Regions from separate parts of the Mus musculus genome. Here region 1 is linked to region 2. Evidence: chromatin contacts called from public HiCAR-type data. All regions are on one chromosome and are shown on one strand. Each heading gives the region's core, a stretch centred on a gene start, on an enhancer-like site or on the middle of the called end of the contact. The rest is flanking DNA. Distances are from core to core; before and after follow the strand shown.

What was found. HiCAR-type assays count read pairs that join an accessible place to other places.
Region 1: a contact with region 2 is called in a HiCAR-type map of PVALB interneurons, with 6 times the contacts expected there. The contact joins the promoter of Elavl2 here to the enhancer-like site in region 2. A contact is called at or near these places in 3 of 484 Hi-C or Micro-C datasets (the N1E-115 cell line, cerebral cortex and cortical neurons), 5 of 115 datasets of contacts at active chromatin or transcription factors (PVALB interneurons, SST interneurons, astrocytes and 2 more) and 1 of 9 other capture datasets (liver).

What each region holds. Positions count from the first base shown.
Region 1 is chr4:91,374,203-91,378,325 of GRCm38.p6, forward strand. It overlaps Elavl2 (ELAV like RNA binding protein 1), which reads right to left and starts at 2,294. Exons shown (of 8, transcript NM_001347149.2): 1 at 1,734-2,294.
Region 2 is chr4:90,859,347-90,863,418 of GRCm38.p6, forward strand. No RefSeq gene overlaps it. Among named protein-coding and RNA genes, the nearest start is that of Gm25244, 140 kb to the right of the region's middle. Within about 2 kb of position 1,780, at least 5 of the 459 cell types and tissues checked have an H3K27ac peak or open chromatin away from gene starts, as enhancers often do. A contact at or near this core is called in PVALB interneurons, where this site is marked.

The sequences.
Region 1 (4,123 bases), core at 1,044-3,543, 520 kb after region 2:
ATTATTTTTCTCACCCTCACCACAATAAAGGCAGACCTGGAGCTGTAGTTAGGAGGTAGAGAAGATAACCAATCTCCACGTCTGTTTTGGTAACAGATACCTGAAAATGGAAAATGGGGAACGCATCCACCCTCCAATCTGCCACAGTTGTACAGCCTTCCTATTAATTCTTTATAGACGTGAAATAGGTGGGCACGTAGCAACGTGCTGGGCATAAATTAAGCAACAATGGCCACGAGAAGTCCTGTCTGCCACAGAGGTACAGGGTGGGCACTGCCACCTTGCCATCCCTACTCCCCCCCCCCCCCATACACACGCCCTAGGCAGAGTCGGGGAAGGGGGGGGGTGGCAGAGCGCTAGCTTTTGGAACCAGCCTGTGGGTGGGGTAGGGAGCTGCGAGAGATGAACAACCCGGGCCAGCTTTGTAGCTTGCCCCCATACTTTGCGTCTCGAGCACCACTCGGCGCTCGCACGCACACATTCGCCCACACCCCCTCGTGCCGATAATTTAAACTTCTCCGAGGCAAAGCCAGCACCTCGGTCCGCCACCACCTCCCCCGCCCTCGCCGCCCGGCGAGCATCCTCCCCCTTTCCCACGTCTACCCGGATTCGCTCTTTCGCAGTAGAAAGCCGGCTGTTTTCCCCTGCACCCGGAGAAATCACAAAAGTTAAAATGAAGCGTGTGCCTGTCTGCCCAGAGTCTCGTCCCCAACCATCTTTCTCCTGGCGTCAGTTTTAACAATAGCTACTCGAGGAAGGGGAGCTGCGAGGAGGGGCTGAGGGCTATACAGCCGACTCAGCTCCCTGGGTAGCTGCGATGCCTCGCGGCTGCCAGTGAGTCTCCCTTTCCCGGAAGGCGGGCTCCGCTGCGTAGGACCAAGGACAGGGCTTGGAATCCACTGCCCAGCGCCCAGCACCGCGAGGCTCCCAAGCAGCTGCCACTTCACACTCACGGCTCCAAGGATCTTATTTACGCTTTTCTGAACAAAGGGAATCTCATATCCGGTATAGGCTCAAAGATTCGGCCCCAAATTGGCAGTCTTCTTTAAAATCTGAATTACAATCATTGGAATCCGTGAATCAGAGTCCTCAATTCTGGCAATGATGAGTTTTGACAGCTTCTAACCTTACCCCAGCCCCAGCCCAGCCCCAGCCCTTAGGCTGTATGTACTTTTTCCAGGCAACTACAACTCGCTGCCTGGTGCAGCATCTAAATTCCATCTGGCAATCCCATCTCCCCGGCACACGCTATCTAGTTAATGCAATTAAGCTGAGGATTTTCCCCACTGGTCTAATCTGCAAGTAAGTCCAGGGCTTCTGATTTCCCCAGTCCTCCGATTCCTTTGCGAAAGTAGAGGCATGCATTCCCCTCCAACATTCAAGTTATCCCTCTCTTCCCACGAAATGAACTTCCAACCTCAACCCCGAAGCTCACTGAACATGTAGCCTCCCATTGTAGCCTGCTGGATCTTGACCACATTTACCACTTAAGTTTCTATCAAGTGACATTTTCGAATATTCAGTACGTTAAGCATGCGTCCACTGTCTTCTAGTCTGGCTCTCAAGAATAAAAAAAATAAAAATAAAAATAAAAAAAAGCAAAGCAGTCGCTTTGAAATGAGGCAAACATGTGCAATTAACTTCACATTCTGTATTCCGCTCACTTACAGGTTTTCTGGGTTTGCCAGCGCATCGCTGCAACTAATGATTAAAGAAACCAAACCGAAACTTACCTTTCTCCCTTAAGGTTTTTGTGTATGTGTATTTTTAAAGTAACGGTGCACTTCTCCCAATAAGGATGAGCAAGAAGCTGCTGGATAGTTCTCTTAAGACAGCACGAAACCTAAACTGTGCTCGGCTTAAAAGAAGCAAATAAAAAGAAATGCTTTCGACCCCAAAGTCCAATGCTAAAAGAAATGATGAAAAAAAATATGAAAGGGGAGGGGAAACTTAAAAAAGAGAGTTTAAAAAGACGGAGAGACTACTCCTATTGCCGTTCAACTAAACAAAAAGGTGCAAGAAAAACAAACCAAGGAACAAAGAAAAGAGACGAAAGAACGTTTTTTCAAAAAGACGATGTCTTTCTCCGTGTTGCTTTTTAGTAGGTCGCTACAGGAGTAAGCTGCTGCATCTCTAAGTGAGAACAGAAATAAGGGGGGAGGACGTCTTAAAAGGGAGGTGGACTGGACCACAGATTTATAGCACCGTATCACCAACCCCTTCTCTGCCTCCGCACTGCCGTGTGTGCAGCTGCTCTGCCAGAGTCCTATCCCGGGCAGCACGCGCGGAAGTATACGCCGAGTTGCGCCACAACGCAACATGCTCATCGCCCCAGGTTTCTGATTGGGCGAGACGCTTCTATTGAGGCCGCCCAGGCGAAGCTCTGCTAGGTGATTGGCTAGGGACTTATGTCACTCTTGAGAGCTCAATGGAGTCCCGTTTCAAGGTAAGTTGTGCCGGGAGGTACACACTTAACACTGGCGGCGAAGGGAAATGCAAGAAGCAAAAAGAGATGGGAGAGAGAGAGAGAGAGCAACGTGGGAGGGAACTGTACTATGAGAGTTTGCGATATTGCACCATCTATTTTCCTCTTAAGTCTTTCTGCTTCCAAAAGATTCGTTTTATTTGCCCTCACGGCTGCATCTTTGGCATGTTTCTTTGTAATAGTAAACTGTCCGGTATGTATGAGTCATCGAGAGCGCCTCTCTTTGATTTGAGAGGGATTTGAACGTACACCCATTACTTGTCCGCATGCCTTTTTTGGTTTGTGTTCCAGTAATCTTTACATCTGTATTAGATATTGGGTAACTGTGTGTATGTTTCTCTATTTTAATATGTCCACCTCTTTCTCTCTCTTTCTCTCTCTCTCTCTCTCTCTCTCTCTCTCTCTCTCCTTTTAGAATAAGAATGAAATAGAAATGGTTTCAACTGAATCTGTACAGTTTGAACTAGCTTTCAATGTATGTCAGGGTTAAAAGGGGGTAGCAAAAACATCGTACTTAACAAAAACAAAAAAACAGGTAATGAATTGAAATAAGGTCCTTCAGTTGGAGGTAAAAAGAGCAGCTACATATAAAATTAAAACAAGCCACTCCTTTGCATTTGCTGGCAATACAGATCTTGAACCTCACAAGGATTGCTGACAGTAAAGATAGTTCAGCCTTTACCAGGTTCTTTTGAGAATTCAAAAGTTTGATCAGTAGACCAAGTGCTGTCTATGTCTTTGCTTTATAGATGAAGATTTCTTTATTCCAACCTCATGTTTGAGTAATATTCAAGAGGCTGAAGTGCAGGTTTATTCATACTTATTTCTTCCGTTAAGTGAAAGTGAGATTACTAAATTTACCTAGATGTATTTACAATGAGAAACAATATCCACCTAACTTAGTTCATTCCCAAGGAATTTTTCAGTTTTGACAGATAGCCTCAACTTCCTAAACAGTACATATATTTCTTACATAATCTCTCTTCTCTCAAAAATTATTTTACTACTATGTTTATTTGCTACTAGTCACTGTCCTTGATAATGTAAGAGAGCAAAGGCAACGGTAGAAATTAAACATTGCAGGAAGATGGAATGTCAGAGGGAAAGAGAAAGATGGTCTGAGAGCAAGTGACTTAGAAGTGGAAAGGAAATTGGTGTTCCTTGAGCGCGTCCTTGAGTTTGATAAATGATTAATGTAAAGAACTGGGGACCTGTTTATCCCCCGTTTAACCTGTGTAACAGTATCTAAGTTATATTATTTTGCATAACAACAACTAGGGTAGGAAAAGTGGGCCTGAATCTATGTGTATAATTACCATTTAGAATTATCATTTTGGAGCTCCCACCTCCTACTTTTTATATAACAATAGCTCCTTGGGGCTTAATTTCAACTTAAAACTATTAACTAGTCTCCAGTGAAACTACAGACAAATTAAGGGAAAAAACAGCAGCTTGAAGAAAAGAAGCCAGGAGACCAAAATATAAGAAAGCCTGCATCCCTGTTTACAATAGAAATATGAATAACAGCAGACTGGGTTTCTTGTCAAATACCTTCAATTCCTCTCACCTACCACCTCTGCATGGAAAAAAATGACAAAACTACACTACTGTTTGATTTATTCATTTATGCATGAGATG
Region 2 (4,072 bases), core at 530-3,029:
GAATTGTCTCCAACTTGTATATCTAATATAGATATACTATATAATTTGCTATTTCTATCATATATAAAGTACATTTATAACTTACAATTGAAAAATGTAACAATAAAGCAAACGAGAAGACTCAGACTGTACTTTTCACACTCACAGAAACCCGCATATACACATAAAACAATTATGTGGAAGCTAAGTCACTATACTTGTTTTCGGGAGTTTGAAAGCTACATGTCCCCAACATCTCGTTAAACTTTCACAGTGGTGTTTGTTTCCAATATTGTTCTTCAGTGCTTATTATACCCTGCATTGCCATTGTCCTTATACGTGCATGCCTGAACAAGGTCACTGAGTAGTATTTTATCATCCTTTATAAAGGAAAAGCCTATGCCAGAGCCTAGCAAACACAGAAGTGGATGCTCACAGTCATCTATTGGATGGAACACAGGACCCCCAATGGAGGAACTAGAGAAAGTACCCAAGGAGCTAAAGGGGTCTGCAACCATATAGGTGGAACAACAATATGAACTAACCAGTACCCCCCTGGAGCTTGTGTCTTTAGCTGCATATGTAGCAGAAGATGACCTAGTCGGCCATCAGTGGAAAGAGAGTCCCATTGGACTTGCTAACTTTATATGCCTCAGTACAGGGGAATGCCAGGGCCAAGAAGTGGGAGTGGGTGGGTAGGGGAGTTGGGGGTTATGGGGGCCTTTTGGGATAGCATTAGAAATGTAAATGAAAAAAAATACCTAATTAAAATAAAATATAAATAAATAAATAAATAAAGGAAAAGCCTGTACAGTACACTATGCATAGTGGCTATTAAATTGTCATGATTACAGAATGAAAAGAAAGCAATAGGCCCTCAATTAAGCATCCCATAAATGAAGACAGAATGAAAAAAGCATCAAATTTGTCCTTTCATGTATACAAATGGGAAGTTTTAAACATCTTTTGCTGATAATTCTTACTCCTAGCAAATTCCATTGAGCACCATTATAGAGAATTGGCCATTTATATAGAGTTCTTGAAAGTTGTATTCCACTTATCTTAGGGTTTGTTTGTTTGTTTGTTTGTTTGTTTTTTTCTTGAAAATACCTATTCGGTGTACTTACTTGACTAGGATTGACAATCAACATCACATTCTATTGTTCATTCTGAAGCAGCTGAGACTGCCTTTGGTCCATCTATGGAACACTGAGAAATCAGAGAACTAAATATAAAGTCAGAGGTACCAGAAAAATGCCACTGCCTAGGATTCATATTGTTTGGCCCTGGCACGTAGTCTATCAAATCAATTATTTCCAATCTGTTCATCTTTAAAATTCATGTGTAGCCAAAGAGTAAAACATAATGGCTCTCTGAACCAAATGTGCATACAAAGCAAATAAGTACTCATTAATTATGCATGGAATTACATACCAATTATTTGTGAAGAAGCCTGAGAGTGTTATAAATATGATCTCATTAGTTTTCTCAAATTCTTCATGAGCATGAGAGGTAATCATTATTATCTCTATATTTAACATATTACTATATTAATAAAAACTTTGTACATTGTTATACTTTGCTATTTGGAAGGCTTACAACCCCTGAACTTTCTAAAACCAAGGCTTTCTCTAAGAGACTGCGAAAGACTTTTATGTGGAGTGAGAAAATCTAAAGCCTAGTGTTACAATCTCTGCCCCCTTGTGGCTAATTCGGGAAGGTGCTGCAGGCAGCTGGATGACCCAGCCACTGGTAACTACTGTAGCAGTGAAGATGAGTCAGCTCCAGCTGCCTCTTCATGGCTGCTGAACTCCCATTGCTGCTGCCTAAGAACACCATGTTATATTAGGAATTTTAGTGTTTATATTGGAGTGTTACTAATTTGGACAACAGATAGTGATGGCTTGAAAAAAACTGCAAATGGACAGAGTAGGGGGAGGGGGGGGCAGAGGGAGAAAAATACATAGTCTGAGAGTACCAACTCTTTGAGCCAAAAATGGCCTCCAGCTGTACAGACTCCATGAGAGCAACCGATTAAGGAAAATATACTCAAGTAACTAGAGACTGGGAAAAACTCAACCTCTGAAAATCAGTAGAGCCACTTCCTTGTTGGAGCATGGTCTTTATTAGTGCTCATTTCTTGTAGGACAAATGGAGCTTATCCTATCTGTACCCCTAAGCTATTGAATTCAGGTTTTATTCTATTGCAAATTGGCATCGTCCTCAAAAACATTTATTAATCATACATAGTAAGTGATGTTTCCAATTGTGGGGATTGTTTTCTCTTGATTTTGTTCGTATGTTTTGGCAGTCACTCAGAACCAAACTCTGGCACCGTGCAAGATGCATTCCAGTAACCCTTAACTTTCTTTTAATACTGCAACTGGAAGGATTGTCCCTGGTATCAGGCAGGATCTACCACACCCAATCAAAACATGAAGCTCAGTCCTTTTTCTTCCAATCACTCTTGTGATCCCTGTAACTACTATCATTTCAGAGAGGAGTTCTGCCCTTCTAACACAAAGGCAGATGTCTTAGATGCCCAGTGATGGAGGGTCATCATGGAGGAACAAAAGCAACAGTTCCTGTTTTCGAAGTTTCACTGCGAAATGATGTTTGCCCCAATTCTGTTCTTAATGCCTTCTTACAAGGTACTCAAGTGACCTCTATTGCTTTATCCTCAGCTTCCATGATTACAACCTCTATCATAGAAGCTCAACAGGTTTGTAAGTAGCTGAGTATATGTTCTGAGCCTTTTAAAATAGGTTTATTTAAATATATGTTATTATGTCTGTCTTATTTAGTTAATTTAGGTATTACTGTTATATAACACCATGACCAAAAGCAATTTGGGGAGCAAAGAGTTTATTTGGTCTACAAATCATGATCATGGTCTAAAATTAAATGCTAGAGCAGATACTCAAGACAGGACATGCACCCTGGAGGCCAGACTATGGAGGAGTGCTGCTTACTGGCTTGCTCCACTTGATCTGCTTAGCCTGCTTTCTGATACCATCTGGCATCAACTGCTCAGCAGTGCTACCTCCCACAGTGAGCTAGGCCCACTCCAAATATTGCCTACAAGATTGTCCACAGGCCAAGTCTATGGAGGTGCTTTCTCAGTTCATATTCTCGCTTTCCAAAGTAAGTCTATGGTGAGCACTGTTATTTCTCTAATAACTTCATAGAAATGATGGTGAAAAGTGTGGTCCTATTTAGGAATTAAAGAAAAAACTCTCTTTCATTTGGTATTTCTATTTGATTGGTTTGGAGGTTTGAAACAGGATCTGTCTGGGTAATCCAGACTGGCCTTCAATTTACAATCCTTTTGCCACAGCTTCTCAAGGGCTAGGGTTGTCGATATACATCACCATGCCTAGTTCCACTCATGTTTTCCTTCCTCCAAACAGTTTTTAACATACCTTTTGTGTTATACATTTCATTATGTACTAAGTATATATTGCAGAATCATATATGCATGGCTCCTACCTTGATAGATTTGATACTCTATAGAGAGAAACATAAATAACAAAGTAATTAATGTGCATGTTGCTCAAGGTGGGCTTTACTATGTTGCAATAGTGAGTAGCCTCAAATCAAAGACCATGCGGTCTTTTGTCCTTTTCATGAATCTTGCTGAAATTAGTACTACAAGATGACTCTGTACATCTTTGCCACTCGATGTTTTAGCTGGACAAAGTTTAGTGTAATCAACTCTAATGATTACCACAATTTAAAAGATCAGTTAAATGTTCTAAAGATGGCAACTAGAGCAGAACCATTCTGGAAAATAACTCTGGAATTGAGTCAGCTTGATTCGAACCATGAAACATGAGTGAACATTCAGATACAAGCACAACCTATAAAACAATAAGGAGCTTAAAAAAAAAAAAAAAGGTCAATATGGTTGAAACACAGTCAAAGAAGAGGGACCTAAAATAAGGGACAGAATGAAGTCTTTCAGCGTGGCATATGCCGCAGTGGGAGTTGTGGAGCAAAGAGAGCCTTAATCCAGGCAGTAGAATCTTGTGAATTATGCCTGCCAGATGTAATGTAAAGAAATGTCAAGAGGAGAATCCATGAACCTACTGCA